Linked DNA regions of Sus scrofa: region 2 is linked to region 1. The links are chromatin contacts, called in public HiChIP or PLAC-seq maps. All regions are on one chromosome and are shown on one strand. The core of a region is the stretch at or near the end of the contact, and the rest is flanking DNA. Distances in the headings are between cores, read along the strand shown. Region 1 overlaps MAP4K4 (mitogen-activated protein kinase kinase kinase kinase 4). Region 2 has its middle 79 kb from the start of RFX8.

What was found. HiChIP or PLAC-seq counts read pairs in DNA pulled down with a chosen protein or histone mark.
Region 2: a contact with region 1 is called in an H3K27ac HiChIP or PLAC-seq map of alveolar macrophages. The contact joins two enhancer-like sites. A contact is called at or near these places in 2 of 2 datasets of contacts at active chromatin or transcription factors (alveolar macrophages and skeletal muscle).

Annotation. Positions count from the first base shown.
Region 1 is chr3:52,581,510-52,585,762 of Sscrofa11.1, forward strand. All of the region lies in intron 2 of MAP4K4 (mitogen-activated protein kinase kinase kinase kinase 4), which reads right to left. Among named protein-coding and RNA genes, the nearest start is that of MAP4K4, 66 kb to the right of the region's middle. Within about 2 kb of position 2,707, at least 11 of the 83 cell types and tissues checked have an H3K27ac peak or open chromatin away from gene starts, as enhancers often do. A contact at or near this core is called in alveolar macrophages, where this site is marked.
Region 2 is chr3:52,759,985-52,763,839 of Sscrofa11.1, forward strand. No RefSeq gene overlaps it. Among named protein-coding and RNA genes, the nearest start is that of RFX8, 79 kb to the right of the region's middle. Within about 2 kb of position 1,462, at least 1 of the 83 cell types and tissues checked has an H3K27ac peak or open chromatin away from gene starts, as enhancers often do. A contact at or near this core is called in alveolar macrophages, where this site is marked.

The sequences.
Region 1 (4,253 bases), core at 1,457-3,956:
ACTCACAGCAACGCCAGATCTTTAACCCAATGAGTGAGGCCAGGGATTAAACCCTCGTCCTCACGGATGCTAGTCAGGTTTGCTGACTGCCGAGCCACAACAGGAACTCCTATTCATGTTTTAAAGGAGGAAAAAGATGACACTATTTTTTTATTCCTTTAATTCACATATGAAGATATTTAAATACTGTGCAATGGTGCCCAAATGGGGCTCAGGAGTCAGGGGCCAGGAGAGAAGCCCCACTCCGCCTAGCACTGGGGGCGACCTCAGGCCAGTTCCTCAATCTTTTCCAGACATCGTTTTCTTCCTCTGCAAAATGAGGGCAAAAACAACCCTCTGCAACAGGGCCTGTTAACTATAAAAAATGAACACCTAGGCAGCTGGTTCTGGTGGAGAGCATCATGACTGGACTGGAGGGGGTGCAGTGGGACCACAGAATAACATTTACTCAGACTTCAAACAAAATGTGTAACCAGAATTATTCTCTTGAGACCCAGACTAATTAATACCACCTGTAACTACAATTAGCTATTGATATATGTTCTTAAAACCAAATCATATATCCCGTTTGGTTATTTTAATTATTGCAAGGTTAATGACCCATGTTTACCTACAATATAATTCTCAGCCTGAATTCCTCTCTTCAATCTTCCCTTGGCAAAATGTAGGGGAACTAATAGTCCCTGACTTCAAAGTAGAGAATCCTCTATCTTACAGTTTTCATTTCTGAATTTCTCCACTGAGCTGAGACAGAATTAGGGAAGGATTGGCTGGGGAACCGAGTGTTCCACCACAACATTACCAAGAGGGGCTAAACTACACGAAGCACGGTGAAGCCGGGGCTGACACAGCACTGGACTCCAGGTGGCATCCTGCACCAGACGGTGAATTTTATAAGTCGCTCATTGTAACAGCTGATCATTTACTCAGAACAAAGGATGCAACACAGAATTCTGCATGTTCCCGTCTTACTCCTCACATCACAAGTCCCCCCCGCCCCAAGTGTTCCTACACTTCTCCTGTGTCTTCACAGTACATGCCAACTTTAGAGTTATACCCACAGGATACACGCAATACTGAAATATCACTTGAGGCTTCACTAAAGCCCTCAGGCTGCACTTTCTCATCGGCTTGGAGGAGAAAGTTAAACGTTTCAGACACAAATCAAAAGGCAAGAGGTTTAGTGAGGCAAGGGTCCTGCTCCCTTCTGGGCTCCCGATCCGCCCACGGTCCTTCCCACGCATCACCAACCCAGCCTGCAATTAGGGTTTTCAAATTGCTCCTTACTGTTTCCCAGTCCTATAAGAAGCTGACTCTAAAATAACACTGCCCTTAAACCTGGAAATATTTACAGTATTGATATCAAGGCAGACTCTATGCAGCTTTGTGCCTCACTACAACTCTAATCTACTTTCTGAACCTGAATCACTTCTGCTGCCATGTCCTCAGCTCTGGCACAGAGGGCATAAGTCTTCATGCATATGTGGGAAGTCTTCTCCAAGGGCAGGGCTTGTTTTCCTTCTGGTTTTCCAAGTCTGTATACAATTACTAATTTGCCTGTGTTGAATATGCATTACCTATTTCATTCATTATTCATAATCCCTCTACATCTCCTTTAAAAAGAGGTGGAAGAGAAAACCCACTTTTAGAAAGTCTCCCTTTGAGGTTCCACTGGACACTATTCCTCACCAAAATGATGCAGCCAGGCCATCAACTCCAGCCCCCTCTTTCTTCCCAGGGATGCAGAGCTCTGCCTGTGGTTCAGCCCAAACCCCCTTCCCTTTCATCAACCCCCCCAAGAAGACAAATGTGTCAAAGGACTTGCTGCCCCAGGGAAGTTTCCCTCTTCAACTTACAGCCACAAGCATCCAAAATTAACCTACAGAACTGAAAAGGAACACTGAATTGAAACTCTTCAGGTCACAAATACACCAAGTCTTGCTTTCCTAAGATAAACCCATAATGTTAAAAATAAAAAAATTCTGATCATCTAAGTCAACTGCTCACTTGGTTACTAAACAGATGTATGACCCTGAAGAGTCCCCTAAATTCTCAGAAGGATGGCCAGCTCACCAGGAAATGTCGATGGCTCTGAGCTACTCCCCAGGTCAGCACTGTGCCTCACGGGGCACCGGTCCACACACCCGAGATGCACCTCGAACCACACAGGTGGGTCTGTGCTCCCATCCTGTAAGGGGACACTAGCCATACACAAGCGAATCTGCTGATGACTGAGAGAAAGAAAGGAAGGAAGGCAAATAGAGAGAGAAGGAAAAAAGTAAGAGGAGAGGGAGGGCAGGGGAGGAGCGGGAGTGCCAGGGTGGGGGCAGTGGCTATGTCACGCCGGGTGGTCAGGGAGGCCTCTCGGGTAACATGCCATTTGGGCAGAAGCGGGGAAGGTGATGGATGGCTTGCCCCGCAGGACCTCAAGAGCCAGCAATAACCCACACACGCCGAGAACCACACAGGCGGGCCACCAGCCCTCCCTCAGCCAGGGTGGCATCCCATGCCAGCCTCTACAGTGGTAACATGCTCTGTCCCCTCCTGTCAACAGCAGACACAGCGCCCCAAGGCCATCCCAGTGCAGCATGTCTCGCCCAGCACTTGGGAGGGCAGAAGCCAATCTGTGGGCAAACCAAGCCATTCCCAGCACTGCCCACTATCTCCTGCAAAGCTCTAGCCTCGGTGACAGGCAGAGGGCAGCAGAGGCAGGACCAGAGGCTCACGCCAAAAGAAGGTTGAAGATTTCTCCACTGACCACCTGACCACACCACTTCTCTTCAGCAAAACTCATCCTGGAGGCTGAGGTCTGAGGCTTCTATTGACAGAGTCTGGCTATGAATTTTCCACCCACGCCCTGAAAGCAATATTTCCTTTCTTTCTCTAAGGATAGTAGTCAGAGGAGAAAAGATGTGTCTGATTGAAAAATAAATCCCTAAAGTTAGGGTGGAGTTGCTGCACATTAGTATCTGCTATGCCCATTACTCAGGCTTACAAAATCCACTTACCAAATAGTAACAAAAGCCGACTAACAGCCATGTTAAAAACAGTCTGAGTGTCCGCTGCACTCTGACCTCTTCAGATTGCCCTGGTATCTTATTAAGGTGATTCTTTTGACGTCTAAGCCGGAAACTGCTCTCTAGATGCTAAGAGCAGGTTCTCCGAGGTAACTCACTGGCTAAAATGGACATCACATTTCCTTTGGTGGGTTTAGGGAGGGTGGGAGGGGGTTGGAGATGGTTGTGTTTTTTTTTTTTTTTTTTAATTGAACATTTCAAAAATCAAGAGCCTGCACATTTCTAAAGCTTCTCTTGAAAATCAGATTTGTTAAAGCTAGGTTAAAACGAAGTGCAGAGCTCAGCGGAGCCAAGGGTGCCCTCCTGGGCCAGTGGGAGGTCCCCAGCCACCCCCAGCCCACTTCTGGGCACTCGTGTGCATGGATTCTGTGTCCTTGAGCAGAGGCGACAGCGGTGCTCCTGCAACCCTGGCTGACAAGCAGTCACTGGGAGAGTTTTGGTGCTGTTGCTGGGTGTTTTTTGTCTGGTTTGTAATTATACATGCCTGGGCCCCACCCAAACCTTCTGGATCAAACCTCTAAGGAGGAGGCCTGGGCACCCGGATCTTGTAATCTCCCCTAAATAACTCGGAATAACTGCGACCAAGGCGCCCTGAGGAAGAAGGTCGCACAGACTCCAGCGTGCACCACCAAAGCCCTTCCTCAACAGAAAATGCAAAGGCCACAGAAGACCACCACCCTGGATCCCATGCTGTAACAGGTCCAGCTTCGTGCTGCAGCTAATAAATGCATGGCTGTTACCTCCTGGGCGTGGGAGACAAACACGTGCGCCCGGTAGCTGGGAGAAGTCCAAAAGAAACACCCCGGAGCAACTGCCCAATCCCCTCTTCAGGGGCCACGGCTAACTTTAGCACTGACATGGTCCTGAAAGAGGAATGAGCCTGGGAGGCAGGTGTGAACCAGGCTGGCCCTGGGCCAGTAGATGGTCTGCTTACCCTCCCCTCTCTGAGCTTCCAAAGTTTCTGTTTCAAGGGGGAAAATGGCCACCCATGGTAACTCCCTAGTGACCAGACTGCGGGTGAGGAGCCGAAAGCGAGACCCCAGCACCTGGCCCAGGGCCAGCACCGCGGGCCCCCAGTAAAGGGTTTTCAACAAATGCTCAGGAGGCCAACAAAGACTTGTGGCCACAGGTGCACATGTGACGGTCCCTCGGTGGCTGCAGACAACCCTTACTGCC
Region 2 (3,855 bases), core at 212-2,711, 180 kb after region 1:
GTAAATAAATGGGTGTTGGTGCATTGCAAGCCCAGGGCACACGGGGAGAGATGGATCTGTGAGCTGAAATGGGCAGTGGAGATGGCACATCTCAGGTGTTCAAAAGAAGTCAAGAGTTGGGGAGTTCCTATTGTGGCTCAGTGGTAACGAACTCAACTAGTATCCATAAGGACGTGGGTTCAATCCCTGGCCTTGCTCAGTGGGTTAAGGATCCAGCATTACTGTGGCTGTGGCATAGGTTGCAGACTCAGCTTGGATCTGGCGTTGCTGTGGCTGTGACCTAGGCCGGCAGCTGTAGCTCCCTGACTGGACCCCTGGCCTGGGAACCTCCATATGCCACAGGTGTGGTGTGGCCCTGAAAAAAAAAAAAGAAAGAAAAAGAAGTGAGGATGCCAAGATGATATCAGGGCTGGAGTCTGCAGGTGGGCATGAGTTTCCTGTGGAATCACAGGCAACAAGTCTGGAAGAGCTCAACGGTGAGAGAAGAGAGCGGGCTTCTAGAGGGATGGCCGGGAATCTGCAGGCCCCGTGCCCAGGGAGGTGCTACAGGTCTGGGCAGGATGAAGCAAATGGGCCCTGGCAGTGCAGGGATGTGGAATGACGAAGTTTAAGGGATTTAAGGTATGATCAAGAAAGAGAAAACCTGGAAGTGGATTTGATCCTAGGAGAAAGAGGCTTTACCTTCTGTGGCTTTTATGCCTCTGGCTGGTGTGACAACTTTGGGGAGGTGTCAAGGGGAGCTGAGACCCAAGATGTGGGCTGGTAGAAGCATCTTAGAACAAATGTGTGTATGTATTGGGGGAAGGGGGAGGGTGGACAGGCTGTGGGTTAGTCTCCAGGTGACCTGGGGCAAAGGGCACTGCGTGAGGGGAACAACGGGGTGAGTGAGGAAGGAAGTGGCGACGGGTCTAAAGAGTCAGGCTAGAAAGTCAATTTTTGTTTGTTTGTTTGTTTTGCTTTTTAGGGCCGCACCCACAGCATATGGAGGTTCCCAGGCTAGGGATCCAGTCGGAGCTACTGGCCTACGCCACAGCCACAGCAATGCCAGATCCAAGCCGTGTCTGTGACCTACACCACAGCTCACAGCAACGCTAGATCCTTAACCCACTGAGTGAGGCCAGGGATGGAACCTGTGTCCTCATGGTTCCTAGTCCGATTCATTTCTGCTTCGCCACAAAGGGAACTCCTTAGAAAGCCACTTTTGGCAACTGCATTCTCTAAGACACACAGCAAAGGAGCTCAGTTCCAGGGCAACCTTCCCCTTTTACATTAGCATCTTCTCGAATAACTGCTAAACCCTCTTGGATCTGAGCTGGAACGTCAGGTCATGACCATGTGAATGGTGACAATGAGGGCCAAAGCAAAGCCTACTTTTCAACAGGGTTGCTGAGAGCAAATGGGGACCGTTCCTTCATTCGTTTGCTCATCCAGTCACTTACTTGTCCATTTAGTCATTCGATTACTCCATGAATATTATTACAAGCCAGGTTCCACCAGCTGGGTGGCTTCCTCCACCCTGTGGGTATGGACTGATAGACATGCCATGAACTACAAACTGAGACACACCTTCCTTCCTCTCAGGCTGTCTCCCGGCAGGAAGGAGGAACAGAGTGGGGCAGAGGCAGGCGAGGAGCAGTGAGACACATGGCACCACAGGGTGCCCAGCTCTGGGGTCCCACGGACATCTTCCACTGTATATAATCTGCTGGCTGCTGCCTAGGGCTCCTATCAGCCCCGGTGACCCACTGAGCTTGTCCTCGTCTCTCCGTGAAGCTGGAATAATGTCACCACCACCGCCTCCTGGGAACTTCCAGTGGGCAGAGGCCAGGTCTGGTTGCTGAAATCATTTCCTTCCTCAATTTTTTCTTTCCCTCTTCCTAAGGAAAGCACCATCTTTCTGGTGGGCGGAATCAGGCCGTAGAATAAGAACTGTGGTGAGCTCTGCATGCTAGTTCCCAGTGAAGGTGGTAGAAGGGATTGGGCAGCGGTGAGTAAGGGAAGTAAGGGCCTGGAGGTGGGAAGATACTCCTGAATCAATGGAATGGTCCCGAGTCACTACCCTGAGTCCCTGAAGTCAGAGAACTCTACTGGCTGTGAGAACAGAGATGGCAGTGGGAGACACACTTGATTTTTTTTTTTTAATGATTTTTATTTTTTCCATTATACTTGATTCACAGTGTCCCGTCAATTTCTACTGTACAGCAAAGTGACCCAGTCATATACATATATATACATCTATATATCTATCCATATTCTTTTTCTCACATTATCCTCCATCATGTTCCATCACAAGTGACTAGATATAGTTCCCAGTGCTATACAGCAGGATCTCATTGCTTATCCACTCCAATGCAATAGTTTGCATCTATTAACCCCAGATTCCCAGTCCATCCCACTCCCTCCCCCTCCCTCTTGGCAACCACAAGTCTATTTTCCATATCCATGAGTTTCTTTTCTGTGTAAAGGTTCATTTGTGCCTTATATTAGTTTCCAGATATAAGTGATCTCATATGGTATTTGTCTTTCTCTTTCTCACTTACTTCACTCAGGATGAGTCTCTAGTTCCAACCATGTTGCTGCAAATGGCATTGTTTTGTTCTTTTTTGTGGATGAGTAGCATTCCATTGTGTATATATACCACATCTTCCTAATCCAATCCTCTGTCAGTGGACATTTGGGTTGTTTCCAGGTCTTGGCTATTGTGAATAGTGCTGCAATGAACATACGGGTGCATGTGTCTTCTTCAAGGAAAGTTTTGTCCCGATATATGCCCAAGAGTGGGATTGCTGGGTCATATGATAGTTCTATATTTAGTTTTCTGAGAGACCTCCATACTGTTTTCCATAGTGGTTGTACCAGCTTGCATTCCCACCAACAGTGTTAGGAGGCATACTTGGCTATGAAGACGGAGTTCAGGGCCACAAGCCAAAGAATGCAGGTGCCCTGGATGCTGGGACAGGCCAGGACGCACTCTCCCTGAGACCCTCCAGAAGGGAACAGCCCTGCTGAGAACTGATTAACTCAATGAGACTGGGGCCGGGGGGTGGGGGGTGCTTCTGACATACAGAACTGCAGGAGAACAAGTGTGTGTTGATTTAAGCCACTGAGTTTGTGCTAACTTGTCACAGCAGCAGCAGGAAACCCATATAATGAGTTGTAATACCTCTGAGAGCTGAGAGGCAGGCTGGGCAGCAGAGACCTTAGGGAGCTCCTGGTTCCAACCACCCCTACCCCTCTACCCTGAGAAAACTCCAGTGCAGCCCAGCAGCCCTGAGAGCAGCCAGCTGGGACCCAGGGTGTGGGCTCCAGCCAGTGCTTCCTCTGCAAGCTTTCCCGTCCTCTGGAAGCTGCTGGGGCGGGAGGGCATTTTCGTTTGCTCCTCACCTACTGTGGGACTATTTAAGGCAGGAATCAGCAATCGAATGGCAGTGCCAGCCTTTTCCAAGAGTCCATGATATGGTCACTGAAAAAATGTATCTGTAAATAAAGGATGTTGCAGCCATGACACTGTCACATTTCAGCCGCCTTGACAGTGAGCCCTGAGAGATGGGATGCCAGCCATCCAGTGGGCAATTGCTTTCAGTCACCCCAGACCGTGCACCCTGAGGAGACTCAGAATAGAAAGCACAGGATGCTGACCCCAGAGAGCTTAGGGGCGTACCAGGAGGATGATTTCTCTGAGCCCACACTCATACATCTTCTGGTCCATAGAAAAGCACTAAATTCCTAAACCAGAGATGCTTGGTTGTCTTTAATTAACAGTAACCTTTGGATGTTCCAGCTCCCTGGCCTTTGCTGCCAAAACGCCCATGCATCCTGGCTCCTCTTTTCCCTCTTCAGAGCATCCCTCAGAGC